Linked DNA regions of Mus musculus: region 2 is linked to region 1. Evidence: chromatin contacts called from public Hi-C data. All regions are on one chromosome and are shown on one strand. Each heading gives the region's core, a stretch centred on a gene start, on an enhancer-like site or on the middle of the called end of the contact. The rest is flanking DNA. Distances are from core to core; before and after follow the strand shown. Region 1 overlaps Gm41042 (a long non-coding RNA gene). Region 2 has its middle 17 kb from the start of Gm36475.

Region 1 (3,448 bases), core at 605-3,104:
GCTCAACATATCCTAGCTCGAAGTCAACAGACTGAGACTTAGGGGAAAGATTTACTGTCAGTGGTGTGACCTTGGGAAAACTCCTGGTTTTGCCTGTATTGCTGCTGTAGTTCAGATGTAAAATTTCCCAGAGGGTCCATGTGTTAAAGGCTTGGTATCTAAATCATGGTGCTGTTGGGAGTTGGTGGAACTTCAAGGAGTAGAGCCTAGTTAGTGGAAATTGGGACAATGAGAGCATGCACTTGAAGGAGATGATGGACACAACCCTTTCTTCTCCCTCTCTTCATCTCTCGGATGCTGACATGTGGGTTTCATCTATGCCCCACTGTCACATGCTACTTTATCTGGGCCCCAAAATGACAGACCAAATGATTATTGAAATGTCCAAAACTGTGATCCAAGACAACCCTTTTCTCTTTATTAATTGATTTCTCCCAGATATATGTTACAGTAACCTAAAGCTAACATAAATACCTTTGTCTAAGTATTGGGAGATAAAGCTCCAAGATATCTTCTGGCTTTTAAGTGATAAGGGAGGGCTCTGATGTCTGAAAGCCTGAAGCAGAGTTGTGAAATTTTTGTTGTGTCTATGATAGTCAGAGGGTTTAGTAACTAGAGATGCCTATATCTGTTTCCCACCTGTCCTGCTAGTTTTCTAGTCGAGAGGGCTGTTTGAGAATGGCAACTCAAGGGATATTAAAGCCCTGCTGTGTCAATGGCTGACCAATGAGTACTGACCTCCACAGAAAAGGTCCCTGATGGAAGACGAGTCAGAGACTTACATGAGGCATCTATCTTTCCATCTTTGGATTTAAGACGGCCACTATAGGTGTAGCATCGGCTCTGCCCTAACCTACTTGCATATGAGGAATGTGCTAAACACCTTAGAAAAAAAATTTGGTGAGGTTAGTCTTTTTAAATCAGCTTAGGCCTGCAGTAGAGGGTGTGGTGGGGGTAAGAGTTTAGATCAGGTTTCTCGAGGTAGATGTGGAGGATAAGAGACAGCTGCAAGTGATTTATTAAGGAAAGGCCCATGGGGAAAGCCTGCATAGTAGTGGAGGGAGAAAGTAGGCAAGGTGAAAAAGCCAAGCCAAGGTGTAGTTCTAGCTGCCTGCAACAGGCTTCGTCTTGTAAGGAGCTGGAGGGCAGATTTGATTGACATCGTTGAACTGGTTTAATCTGTGAGGGTGTTGTGCTTTTATATTCATGCAGGTTCAGTCATTGGTTAGGGTCTGACCAGTAGGCAGGGTGGTGGAAAATCAACTAAGGGATCTCTCTCTCTAATATACATATATTATATATAAAATATAGCTATAATATATTATATAGATATATAATATAAAACATATGTAATATCCACCTGTATTATATAGATATATTATTTAATGTATATTAAGAGGTGTCTCTAGCTTCATCTTCTGAAGAAGGAGGTAGACTCATCTGTTAGGAGCAGTGTCCCTGAGAAGCTGGGGGCAGGAGCTCACAGCTAGTTCAGGGGACCCAAGTACATGATGATAATGCACAGTGGGATGCAGAGCAGAGGAGTCTCAGAGGCCTGGCCTGGGAGGGCCAAGTCTTACAGCTCTCACCTTTCACCCGTGATTGAGTGATCTGCCTTCTGACCCACATGATTGCTTTTCCTTTTGGGAGAGACAGAAGTCTATGGACAGGAAGGAAATGAGGAAAGCAGAGAGAAGACTCATGTGATGTCTGTCTCTCTGATAGTCCCTGTCTGTACCTTCCTCAGAGAGTGGTTGTTGGAACTAAAAACCATGAGTGTAGACTCATAAAATCTCAGCTAGGGTAAGCTGTTGTTAGTAAATGATCTACCCAAGTTACATAACTCTGGCCGTGTGAAGGTCAGATATCATGAGTAAAAGTTTAGGGATGTTTTCATAGGATTATGTGATCTCCTTGTAGTCAGCACAGCTCTTTGTAATCCAGGATAAGGAAAATAAACTTTCCAGTGATTGTTTTATGATGTAATTCTATAGCCACTCCACCCCCTCTAAGACTAAGTAATTTCTGAAAAGCTTTAGATTTCATTGCTAATGGTGCAATAACTTCTCCAGAATATAAGCAAAAATTTTTTTATTAATCTTGGTGGAGTGGTTTGAGATTATTCCATGTAAGAAGTGATGCTGTTCCAGGGACAGATGATCAAGGCAGGAGATCTCTGGTTTATGGTTGGAGGCAAGGGTAGTGTTGTTAGTGACACTAGAATATTTGACCTAGGGACCACATTTTCTGAGTCAAACATTATCTCATATGGCCTGGTAGAGTGACCACTATTTGAAATTAGAACTAACATGGGATATATGTTATACACAATCCCCTTAAATTTATATTCACCAAACTTTTCATAAATATAAAACCCAGTGTAAGGAATATATTTAGGAAACAGGATACTTCAGTACTTAAGTGTAGATTACCTGCATTACCTGCATCTATTTGCTGGCTGGATAGTCTTGGATATACTGCATAAGTGTTTTTTGTTTCAGTTCTTCCAACTATAAAACTGGTTTAAAAGTAGTTCTGTTGTGGAAAATATTTTAAAAAGTTAGCACCACCTCATGTTAAACCCAGATACTCTCTGCCATGGTGGGCTGGCCGGCCATGAACTGGCAGGCAATGGCTGGCCTGTTCTTATCTCGTGGAGACTCTGACTCAGAGCTCTGAAATCTCTCCACCCAGCTCATTAAGTTCCTACTGGCGGGTCCTTACCACGCCAGCCCCATGTTTCAAAACTCCCACGGCCTTTTGTGGTGCACATCTGGCGAACCCACACTTTGCCACAGTACCTTTCTCTCTGGAACCCAATTGAGCCCCCACATGAAGGAAAACACCACACAAACTTAGTTCAGAAACAATGGCAGCTCAATCTCTGGGCGCAACAGCTAGAGTCCTAATCTTGTAAGCCATATTAAATCTAAATCCTCCAGTGGCAAATCCTGGTGAATTTGCCATTAAATCCAGGAGACACTAGTATCTACATCTTGTCCTCTTCCTATCCCGGTCCAAAAGCCCTTATTCCTCTCCTGCCTACTCTCTCTTCCCATATCCAACCTGGAAGTCCCATTTACTCATCCAGTGATTGTCTCCTTTATTCATTGTGGGATGGTTCGCTAGAAGTCACCTGAGTACGTGATTCATTTCTCATTCCAAACAACCCCTCCTGGGAAAGTGAAATTAACACCAAAATACACGCAGGGCCATCCACAACATAGTTCTATCTTATGGAATGATCATGCAGACTGAGTAACTTAATGTATATGAAAGCACCTTACAGTTCTTGGTCAATATTAAGTATTATGAGTGTTAGCTAGTGATATATTTATATATCTACTTGCACAATGGAAGAAGACATTATCATAGGTAGTCACAAATATATTCTATTTTATTTTATAATTCTTTAAAACATACTTAGCCAACTTTTAATGTTTTTAAA
Region 2 (3,448 bases), core at 299-2,798, 510 kb after region 1:
CCTTTGGCCCTCCTTTTTGATAAAACTTCTAAAATAATTTCAAACAGGCAAAATAAGAGAATCTAGTGAGACTTGATATAAATAATACTTTTAAAATAAAAATATTTGAGCTAAAGGTGAGGCACAAAGAAATGTCATTAGATATTTTATCTAATATGTGTTTAGTGTGTATATGTGTGCATGTGCATGTGTGAGTGCAGGTGCACACGTCCATGCAGAGGTCATAGGTTGGCACTGACGGTTTCCCATTATCACTCTCCATCTTATCTCTGAGACAGGGTGTCTCACTGAATCCAGAACTCAGTGACTGCCTGGGAATCCACCTATCTCCATGACCCCAATGCTAAGGTCATAGGCATGTATAAGCTTGTCTAGGTTTTCAATGGATATCACAGACACAAATTCATGTCTTAATTTCTCATTTGGCAGGTACTCCACTGACTGGACCAGATTCCAGCCTCTCATGAAATATTTTTATCTGAGTAGAGCCCCCAGAAAATACAACTACTACCAACCCTCCTCTTAAGAAATTCCTGGTATCTTTAGCTGCCGTGAGGAAAAAAGTGACTTGTCTATTAGCTGAAAAGTCCCAACAAAACCCTCTATCCTTCCATTACCACCTACACACCCCAGTTTGGTAATAGACTTCTTTGTTTCTGGCTGGTGAATGAGTTACAGTACTCTGACTGCGCCCTAGGTAAACTCTGCCCTCCCTCTTCTTAATCTATTCTGTGTGAATTAATTTCTGTACCTCCAACTACCAGCCCCCAAGATGGAAGGATCATTCTTCTTAGTAGTCCCTGCTCTGTTTACTGTCCAAATAGCATTCTGTGATATAACTGAAAGCTATCTGTTCCTGTATGCACATATACACACACCTATTTCTCCCGTTTACATATGTGCATATTCCCATATGTTCCTAAATGCATGTGTACCTGTGTCATTTGTTCCTAAATACATAGTTCTACACATGTGCATACATGTGTGTATGCACATTCCCTATTTGACCCTATACATGTGTGCTTATGCCCTATATATGCATGAACTGACAGGCTCATATGTTCCTCACATACCTTGAGTTCCAGTATATATGTACATGAGCAAGTGTGCATTTATGACCATTTGACTAACCCTCTTTAGGAGCTTCCTTGAAGAATCAAAGCTCAAGAAAGTGAATAATAGTTCCCAGAAGATCAGAAACACTTCAGACCTAGCTCATGCCTTGCTGTGTACCTTGTGTTCCTATAGGTGTGCTCACATATACATTTATGGATATGTGGCTGACTATCTTGAGGAATTTTCTGGGAGACTCACCATGCACTGAAGTGAAAGCACATCCTAGAATATCAGAAACTCTTCAAACCAAGCCCACCCCTACTTGTTGCATCACCAGACTAGGCACTTAAAATAAATCATCTATTAAATGGGAAGCAATTACAAAACTCACCTTTCAACTTGGATTTCTGGGAAATGGATGAGAGGACTTCTTCAATGGTAACTTGACCAAGCTCTCCCTGATGACCTCATCTTGGAATGTTGTTAAATGTCCCTGGGTGTACACTTCAGGGAGAAGACAGTTGCTCAAATTAGTGACAACCTGACAGCAATGAGCTTTTGGTGTCTGGCAGAGTCTGGTCAATCCTTAACTCAGTCACTTACTCATTGTGACCTAGAACAACCCTCGGGCAGCCTCCGTTTCCTCATTTACAGAATAAGGGAAATAACATTTAACTTGAAGGCTAAATTCGGGGAGAGGACAAATGAGACTAGTAGGTATGTGTGATCTTTGTTTCCTTAAGCTACTTTCAAAATTGGGCCACTGGACTGACATTCTATAGAGACCAAGGACATGGTTTCCTTGCAAACATAACACACATCTTTCTATATTTACTTAACATTTATTTGCATATTTGTCTACTTTCCTTATTCAAAAGGACTGTACATGGTTTATGTGGACAGTAAACAATCTATTTTTCTTATATTAATGAAACTCTAAAGAAAATCAAAATATAATATCTATTCTGAGGCAAATTATAAGTTTAAAAAATATAAAACTTTTCTAAGTCCATGAGGGGTTAATTCCATCAGTTTAAACTTCACTCTAGTTTGTGTCTCCACAGGAGACAGGAAGCAGGAACCTTTATCTGTCTTTACTTGTATGTATAGAATTCACCACAGCTGCTCTACATACCATGACCTGAGCCACCCTGTGTCTAGACTGACTACACCAGGCAGTAAGCTGGCCAAGATCTTTCTGGTCAGGCCTTGGCAGCGTGAAGGGAGGAAGATGCCAACATTATTGCCAAATGGATGGCTCATATTTTCCTTCTTTGTCTATGTCGATGGCAGTCATGTGTTTCTCATGGTGCCCAGTTGTGCAATTAATGAAGCAGGCCCAGGGCCAGGAGAAGGGCCTACGGTAGGTAGGGTTAGGTCTTCCCACTAAGCCTTCCTCTGGGTTGCTACTGCATGTGTCTATCCCAAATTATCAGCAATGATGGGCTGAACCATAATAAAACTGAGGAGTATAAAATAGGGACCAAGTGCTAAAGATGGCCGGATTGGGTGGTTTAGAATGAGGAACTTGGTTTGGTGCTGATTTTAGAGGCAGAGCGTAGCCTTCAAGATGGCCTCAAAATAAAGATGAAGAGACAAGGAAAGAGTTAAGTTGGACCTAGTTGAAGACAGTAATAAACTCATTCTCAGGTGGCTGTGGTCTGTCAGAGGTTTGCTGTATATTTTAGATTCTCCCCGGGCAGTTCTGCCATGGGACAATCCATCCACTAATTCTCCCACATTAGGTGCTCCAGCACACAGGTGGCCAAGGTCAGGGAAAAGAGGACATTGGTTCTACTGAAACAATGCGAAAGTTCTTTCGATCTGGACTGCTTAGTGTAGCAATGCTGTCCTCTGAGCTGAACTCTGAGGCAATTTCTTTCAGAGTTTCTCTCCAGGGCAGAGAGAAAGCTCTCTGCCCTGGAACATATAGCCAGTTTTGGAAGAGGGAAACCAGTGCTCAGCTATAAAGAAAACACAACCCCCCTTTGGAAAAAGACAAACAGCAGGAGGGAACCCTTGTTCACCGCTGGTGGGAATGCAATCTAGTCAGATCTCTACAGAAATCAGTGTAGATGTCACTTAAGAAAACTAGAAATACACCCTACTACTTAATCATTTATGTTATATCACTCTTAGTTATTTACCCCAAGGACACCAAGTCAGCATGTCTGTTCTAGTTAGTGTTCTGTTGCTGGGAAGAGACATAATGATCATGACAACTCATATAAAGGAAAACTTTTAATTGGGGATGGCTTTTAGAGTTTCAAAGGCTTAGTCCAGTCTCATCATGGCGGGAAGCATGGCAGCATGCAGGCAGACATGGTGCTGGAGAAGCAGAGCGTTCTACTTCTGTGTTGGTAGGCAGCAGGAAGGAGAGAGATACTCGGCC

The links. A called contact is a pair of places that touch in the nucleus more often than the background predicts.
Region 2: a Hi-C map of liver shows a contact between it and region 1, with 4 times the contacts expected there. The contact joins two enhancer-like sites. A contact is called at or near these places in 1 of 484 Hi-C or Micro-C datasets (liver) and 2 of 115 datasets of contacts at active chromatin or transcription factors (embryonic stem cells and large pre-B cells).

Annotation. Positions count from the first base shown.
Region 1 is chr13:101,014,582-101,018,029 of GRCm38.p6, forward strand. The region is part of intron 1 of Gm41042 (a long non-coding RNA gene); the gene reads left to right. Among named protein-coding and RNA genes, the nearest start is that of Gm41042, 19 kb to the left of the region's middle. Within about 2 kb of position 1,855, at least 18 of the 459 cell types and tissues checked have an H3K27ac peak or open chromatin away from gene starts, as enhancers often do. A contact at or near this core is called in liver, where this site is marked.
Region 2 is chr13:101,522,108-101,525,555 of GRCm38.p6, forward strand. No RefSeq gene overlaps it. Among named protein-coding and RNA genes, the nearest start is that of Gm36475, 17 kb to the right of the region's middle. Within about 2 kb of position 1,549, at least 27 of the 459 cell types and tissues checked have an H3K27ac peak or open chromatin away from gene starts, as enhancers often do. A contact at or near this core is called in liver, where this site is marked.